2 separate regions of the Gossypium arboreum genome follow, and region 2 is linked to region 1. A link is a contact called in public Hi-C data. All regions are on one chromosome and are shown on one strand. The core of a region is the stretch at or near the end of the contact, and the rest is flanking DNA. Distances in the headings are between cores, read along the strand shown. Region 1 holds the start of LOC108464495. Region 2 holds the start of LOC108461117 (protein AIR1-like).

What was found. Hi-C and Micro-C count contacts between places; a contact is called where the count stands out from the background.
Region 2: a contact with region 1 is called in a Hi-C map of leaf, with 2.2 times the contacts expected there. The contact joins the promoter of LOC108461117 here to the promoter of LOC108464495 in region 1. A contact is called at or near these places in 2 of 5 Hi-C or Micro-C datasets (both in leaf).

Annotation. Positions count from the first base shown.
Region 1 is chr13:39,489,252-39,493,358 of ASM2569848v2, forward strand. It overlaps LOC108464495, which reads left to right and starts at 1,851. Exons shown (of 7, transcript XM_017764825.2): 1 at 1,851-2,319; 2 at 2,594-2,683; 3 at 2,751-2,806; 4 at 3,475-4,107. The coding sequence starts at 2,804.
Region 2 is chr13:40,014,985-40,019,462 of ASM2569848v2, forward strand. LOC108461117 (protein AIR1-like) reads right to left here and starts at 1,968. Exons shown (of 7, transcript XM_017760819.2): 1 at 1,439-1,968; 2 at 187-339; 3 at 1-92. The coding sequence starts at 1,792.

The sequences.
Region 1 (4,107 bases), core at 601-3,100:
CGCAAAAGCCGCCATCTTAGACATTAGTTTTCTCCTTGTAAGAATGTTTTTAACATTGTCACATTTAACATTATTGTAAGAATATTACTTAATTTATTAATTATATCATAGATCTTTCGTTGAATTTAAAGTATCATTTAGATTTAATGTTTTTTATTGTATTTTTTATGCTACATTTGCTGTTTTTGGTTGGATTTCATGCTATATTTGTTGTTTTTAGTTCGATTTAATGCAGGAAGGGTTAGATATTGGTGAAAAATGTACATTTCAAATATGTCAAAATTAGCGGCGTTTGTGAAAAAAGCGCCGCTAAAAGTCTTGATCTTTTGTGGCGTTTTTTTTCGGATAAACGCCGCAAAATTTGGCGGCGTCTCCTATAGCGGCGTTTTTTGTGGCGCTTGGGAAAACACCGCTAATAGTTTTTGCGATGCTTAAAAGCGTCACTAAAGGCTAAAAAAAACGCTGCTAAAACTCTGTTTTCTTGTAGTGGTTGGACTATAATACTTATATTGAAATGGTGATTAAAACTTTATTTAAGGACTTTGAAGGCTTTAAAGTCGCTTATAACTTAGGAAATAGACCTTACACAACTCACCAAAGTGTTGTAATCTTATAAATTGATATTTAATGGTCGAAGACCAATCTAGAATAAAGAAGAAGCTAACTTAACGATGTCTTCCTTCTTATAAGCCGTCGTTTTATTAGCCTTACAAGCAATATGGTCACTGAAATCTAGGCGTTATGAGATGGTTTTTTACTTACAAAAGATATGAACATATCTCACTTACTTATTGAACTCGGTGCATTGTTTGTGATTAGTTTAATGAAAAGACCTGCATCTGATAACATCATGCTTGAATCCTTAACTAATGATTGTCAAGAATATTTTGAAGATTATACCACATAACCAATTGTAACATACTTTTGGTAAAGGAAGTAGGTGTGTTGATACACTTGCAAGGAAGGCTAGTAGTTTTAATGCTTTAATGTTAGTTTGGTTAATCGAATGTAATATTATGACTTGTAATGTTACATTTTGAAATAAGATTATGATATTTAGAGTGTTAACATTTCAATCATCTTGTAATCTCACATTACAAAATAGTAATCTCATTACTACCTTTTTTAAATTATCTAAGATTCGAATGAAATATAAATTTGAGACAAATTAATGTTCGATATTATTATATTAATAAATATAATTTCAATAATTAAAAATAACAGGGACTTATCTATTTTGTCTTTTGCTTTTATAAGATTTTATTTTCCCGCACAACATTTGCAAAGACTAAGGCTAAATGCTCCTTTATTTTCCAGAACCGTTTTTGTACAATTAAAAAAAACAATTAAATAAAAGGATAAAAGCCATCCATATTTTCAAGGATTACATATTGGTAGGAATGAAAAGCAAATTTAGAAGTACAAGTTACTAAATGAATTAAGATTTGGACTTTGAAATAAATTTATAAGTTCATGAATACAATTACTTTATTTTCTAAATCAACATAAATCAACATGTGAAATATTTTTCTCCTTTTATATCATATAAGTCGTTGCAGTTTCTCTTATTGCATTTAATGTTGTTAAAAATAATTAAGAATTTAATTTATATAATAAGATCAAAATGGATTCCTTAAGCTATGAAAATATTGAAAGTAAAAAATTTAAATGAAAGAAGACAAAATTTTATAATAAGGACAATATGATAAAATTTATTTTTAAGTGATATTATATTTGTCTATCAAATATATAAATATTACATTTCAATCAAATAAATTATTAAATAATATAATATCATATTTCACTCATAATTTTATTATAAAATACAATCCAACATTTTAAGGTACCATAAAAATTAGAGACAGTTTAAATCACTTTAATGAATGTTGAATTTCATGTATTATATTTTTATGACCGATAAAGCCAAATAAATTTATATGATATAAAATTTCGATTTTTCATGTTAATTTTACGGAGATTAAATATTTAAGTTTCTATTCCACTCAATAATTATCCGATTTTTGTTTTCAAACGCCGTATAGAGTATAGAGATTCAGATCAAGATCAGATCTGACAAAAACCCAAGTACACGTGTACGGTCCGATTGAGGGCCCATGGAATGTGATCGTGCAAAGGCACCATCTTATATCATCTCTTCCGCCAAAAACCTCAAAATCCTTTCCACCCTCTTTAGATCTCGCTTCAATCATCTTCCGTACAATTGCCGGTCCCATTTCCGGTCAACCACTGCCGGAAGGTTTTCCTTTTTTCCGATCACCGATCGTTGTGTTCGTAAATAAATCAATCCTCTCATTGCAGGTATTTCCACAATGAAGATCTCTCCTTCGCTTTTTTTATTTTTCTTTTCCCCTCTATTATCCGTTTGGCTAAAAATTGAGGAAAATAGGAAAATTTCTTCTCTCTTATAGTTTTTGTTTACTTCAAAATAAATGTTGTTTTAATTAGTGAGCTTTACAGTGTTTGGTACTGGAAATGTAATAGATTTCTGGAATGGTTGAAGACTATACATCTTATGCGAGACTATTATTTGTTCTCTGAGTTTTTCAAGTGATTTATTCCCTGAATTTTGCAGATAATTACTTTAGCTATTAAAGGCTTCAATTCTCACGAAGTTTCACAGTCTCTGCTTCAGCCAGGAGTTATAGAACTTTGCTGTTTAGTGGTAAAGTTGTAAATTTGATCCTTGTTTAATGCAATATGATAGAGTTTTAACTGTTGGACTGTTACAGCAAAGTGGAAGCGAGGATTCATCCAAATAAAACTTGGAAATAAAGCTAGAAAAATGGTATGTTTTTATGTGCTTTAAGTGATGGGAGAAGAGTCTAATGGTTGCTTTCGATGCTGTTTTTCAGTTTTATGTGTATCTTTTGTGATTGATTCAGTGGTTTTAATTTTTATCATTAATTGTTCTGCAATTGCTTATTGCCTTGTCCCTAATGTAGTTTCGCATAGTTAAAGAAGGTTAAAATTCTGTATCAACTGAAAATTTATGCTTTTTGGTAAAAAATAAAAAGAACTATAGATGATTGTGTTTTTTATTGCCAAACAGTTGTAATAGAGTAATTTAGGTGGGGATGCACTGATGAACCATATATAAGTATGTATATATGAGTGAAGAAAAATGTCAGTTTTGACAATTTTCTACTTGGTAAGTTGTGTGTGTTGGTGCTGAATTGCTGATGTTGTCAAGGACCAAGGTGCGTCCTTAGGCGCTGTACATTAGCACTAGAGAACAAAAGTTATTTCAATCCTTCTTCAAGTGCATGCTTGGTGTGCCTAGTCAAGCTTTAGATAGGTGCAAAAACAAAGTTCACCTTACTGAAGTTGTCTATTAATTATGTTATAAATATTTATGGCACGTGATTAATCTTGATACTAGGTCAATGAAAAAGATTCAACTGTTGTTGTTATTCTCTTCTACGCCTCTGATTAGGAATTTGTTACATGTAACAGTCTTTCCAGAATCAAGGCATTTGGATGACGAAAGGTGCTGGCTGCTTAAACGATGGTGAGATGGTGTATGATACTTCATCTAGAATTGAGCCCAAGCGTTCTCATCAATGGTTTATGGATGGTTCCGAGACAGATATATTTCCTAACAAGAAGCAGGCGGTTGGAGTTTCAACTACCAACTTATTTTCTGGAATCTTGAATTCAAACCTGTCTCCATGGGGAAATGCATCTGGTTTTCATTCGATCTCGGGGCAGTTTGCTGAACGGTTATTCGACACCGAATCAGCTCGAGCTGTGAATTTTGATGATCGAAGCATGCCATCAGTTAGCAGTGAGAAAGTTGTCATGGGGAGAAAGCTTAATGAAGATATATTTACAAATGATTCTTCATTCTGTTTATCTATGTCTCATACACTAGAAGATCTTAGATCCGGATTAAACCTTGGTGGGATTAGGAAGGTAAAAGTCAGCGAGGTTAAGGATTCGGAGAATATCATGTCTGCATCAATGGGATATGTGTTTAATGGGGTTGATAATACCTCTGTGTCAAATGATCATGCATACAACAAGGTGGAAGATGGTATTATGCCGATGGGTTCTTCTTATAACAAAGGGGATCCTATTGGTGACACC
Region 2 (4,478 bases), core at 718-3,217, 530 kb after region 1:
GATTTACAGTTCACTGCCATATGCCCTTCTTCGCCACAATTATAGCATGTTTCCCAACCACTATCTGGAGGATCAAAGTATCTCGCCCCCCGCTGATATAAAAAATAACAAAGAGATGCTGAAAACCAATCCACCAAAGGGAAATTTTCTTCTAAACCACAGTTCAAAGAACATATTTAAACTCACAAGAAGCTTCCGGAGTACAATATTGTCAGATTTGTCTACAGTATTTGAGTCAAGAGATTCAACAGTCTCTACATCGTTAGCCATAATAATCTCCTCAACTGTCTCAACCTTCTCTATCATCTCAGCTTTATTTCCATCCTCTGCAACTGTGACCTGGTGCAATAACAAAAGAGATTGCAAAATTAGATAAAAAGTTAGCCATATAACATGCTGCAAGATTGAATCCAGTACAACATTTATTCAACAACACACTCAATGAGAAAAAAAAAACCAATACATAACCAGCTGTGACGAAAACCATAACAGAAATAAAAGCAATCTTGACAGTTAAAAGTCCAATTCTAACTATTTTTTGAAGCCAAGTCCAACATACCAGAGTTGCATTATTGGAATTATGAAGTACAACAAAAGTACGATTCCTTTCCTTCATTTTCCTAGCAGAAACTCTTTTTTATGCCCATAAATTACCCAGTGATAAGATTAATATCAGTACCCAAAGGCAAGATAGTCTCCCTGAAGGTAAGGTCACCCTCTTTACACTTCTTTCATTTCATCAAATTACTTGATATCTCCACTATCTATGAGATACTGAAATAAACATTGAAAGTGCATATTATAGCACTAACTAGGGCGCCCCTTGATTGCCTTATTCTTGCACACCCTAAAATGTGAATAACCACCACAAATGCGGGCATCAGTGCATTACCAAAGAACTGTAATCTATAGCAGGCATTCTATAAATAATAATAATGATAAAGACAGGGAAAAATCAAAAAAGAGGCCGGTTCCTGATAGAAGTTTGCAGGAAAAGAGAAAAGGTCAAGTTTTCTCGGTAAAGAAGACCTCCCATAACGAACTTGGAGAAGGAGACAGAACAAAAACCAAGAACTTATTAACCCAACAAACAGAAAATATTTATTCAACAAGACTTATCCAACAATTCTTCAATAAATAGTTTGACCAAATAACTAAGCGGAACGAGCTGGAATTCAAATTATCATAGCAAACAAGCATAGAGGATCCCTCATTTGAAACAGTAATCGTAAATCCCAAAGCCTATCTATATTTACAACACTTCAAATCATATTAAAAGTTCCACAAATTTATGATTCTTTACTTGTATCATCTCATCAACTCTCTGTAGTAAAAAAATTACTTTTAAATAAATTTCAACTACATTATTTTTTTCTCCGAGCAGCACATTGGATCAAAACAATCATTTCTGAAGAAACAACAAAAACAGAATTTTAACCTTCTCAGTTTTCGTTTTCTTCTTTTTCCTTCTAACAATTTTCTTACTTTCCAAATCCAAATCTGCCTGTTCACGGCCACCACTGGTACCAGCTACATCAGATCCCCCGCGTGACGACGAAGCCAAACCCACCACAGAAACGACGCCTGGGTCATCGGAAACGCCGTGGCATCCTTCACTAAATCTCGTCGCTTTCACCAATAGTGCTTTCTCCACGATCTTCAAGCTTAGGTCTTCATTGGCTTCGTCGGCGTCACTACTGCTTAGTACCATCAATGGTTTCGAATCTAATGGTCCCGATTCGTTCTCTTCGATCTCAAATTTTGCTGATTTGGCCTTGCCCTTCTTCGCCATGAAGATCTTTTGTAGGGAATGCAATTTTCTTGATAATTAGGGTTTGCAGTTTTCTGCAACTGCAGGGAAATATCCTAAACGGTGCCACGAAAACTAGGGTTTTTATTTTGTTTGACCTTTACTGTCATTGGATTTAGCGGTTGAAATTTGAAAAAGACAGTTGGGCCAGTTAGCCCCAAAAAATCCAGCATTTATGGGCTTTATATTTAAATTTTCTCCCAAACTGGTGTCATTAATTGCTTTATATTTAAATTTAGGCTTAACGACTCAGTTTGCTTTCCCACTTTAATATTTAAATTTTTTGTTTCAGATTGCTACTTACTTAAACTATTATTTCATTATTTGGTTGAATTCTTTTTAACAGCATTAAGAAAACCAATTACAATGTGATGTCCATCAAAATGTGCAAGTCGCACATCCAACCAGAATGTATTAGTTACAATTAATTTATTTAAAATAAAAGTATTAAAGGTAGGTTTGGATGAATGATTCGGTGTGATATGATGTGGTGCGTTTAACTTACTTTTTGTCTCATGTTACAATGTCGTTACAGTATCTAATCTCACTGCTACTGTTGTTTTTACATTAACTGCAAGTAAACACACTGCCCATCAAAACACACTCTAAATTTAAATTTAAAAATTATATTATTAAATATTAACAAAATCTTTGACTTCAATAAACCATTACTTGCATTGACCACTGTTAATCGACATTGACCAGTCGTTGATTGTTGTTGAAAATCTACATGGCTCTATTAGAATGTGTCACCTGCCCTTAATATTTAATTTTTTTCCCGAACTAATGTCATTAATTGCTTTAGATTTAATTTTAGGCTTAACGACATCTTACTTTCTCATTTTAGTACCTAAATTTTTTGCTTCAGATTTATACTTAAACTATCATTCCATTATCTAGTTCAATTTTTCTAATAGCATTAAAAAAATTAGTTACCATTTGGTGTCAATCAAAATGTGTCACATGACAATTAGTTTATTTAAAATAAAAACACTAAATTTAAATTAAAAATTAAAAATTATATTATTAAGTATTTAAATAATTAAATATTAAAAAACTTTTGACTTTGATAAACCATTAACTTGCGTTGACTACTGTTAATTGATATTGACCATCTGTTAACCATCGTTGACAGTCTACATGACTCTATTAGAATATGTCACGTGCCCTTTTGTTTTTAATATTACATATATAAAATAAATTTTATTTTATTTTTAAAATTATTAAAATATTATATTTTTAATATTATTAAAAATATATTTAATTATTTATATTTAATCATATAATAATTATTAATATAATTTATTATTTTAATAAATTATTTAATATTTCAATTTTATGGGTTACTTAAACATACTAAATATATGTAATTACAAGTGATTGTATTCAAATCCAATTAATGGGTGGTTTTTCAAACACGTTCTAAAGAATAATGTTTGTTTCAGTACCATTCGTTTTATTTTATTAATATAATTTTATAATTATTAAATTATTTTAAAATTAATTCTTAACACCAACTCAACGCTTTTTATTGTAGTATAAATTACAATTGAATTTTAATTTACATATTAAATAAATAACTTTGGACCTAAATTGTGACTTTTGTTGGGTGTTTATCGTTTCTAGTAATAGACCTAAAAAATTAAATGAATAATATCATCTTGCCAACAAAATTTTATCTATTAAAATAAAAATTTTCACCCTAAAGTGTTAATATAATCATTTGGGTAAAATAATTTATGTAAAAAGTAATAAAATAAAATGTTATTTCAGAAATCTTAATTTCCATTCTCTAACTTTTCCTTCAAATTGGGGTAAATAAAAATTAAGTAATTCAAGGGAAGCAAAAATACTCAACGCCCTTTACTTTTTCCTTACCTAAATAAAGGTTTAATGCTGAATTCAGCCCCAAACCGTGCATATTTTCTTACTTTAGTATCTAAACTTTTTTTTATTGTTCTATTACTCAAATTGGCCCACAACATTATAAAAAATTCAAACTGTTAGGTGGCATTATTAGAACACGCCACATCAGCCTTCTTTTTATTTTTAATATTATATATATTATATGGATTAAAAATGTAAAAGAAATCATATATAATATATAAATAATTTAAAAGTTTAAAAATATTTTTTATAAAATTATAAAATATATAAATTTTAAAAAGTCAAAATAGTATATAAAAATAAAATAAAGTAATTTAAATTTTAGAAATTTGCAAAATAAAACTTAAATTTTCAAAATATATATTCTAGAAAAATTTCATAAATTTGATTTTTTTTCAAAAACTCTAAAATAGACAAAGTTTAACTTTTTTTTAAGAAAAGAGAAATTGGAATTGTTTATCAATAAAATTGAAAATTTTAAAATATATATTTAAAATTTTCAATAATTAAAAAATAAAAAAACATTATTTTTAGAAAATTTATATTTATGAAAAATATTTTAAAAATTCTGTCAACATGTTCAACAGTCGTCAATGGTCAATAAAGTCAAAGATTTTTAATATTTAAATTTTTATTTTTTATTTTTTAATTTAAACTTAATATTTTTATTTTAAATAAACTTAATTATCACGTGACACATTCTGATTGGTTGGATGTGCCACATGACATATTCTAATTGACACCACATGTAAATTAGTTTATTTAATGCTGTTACAAAAAT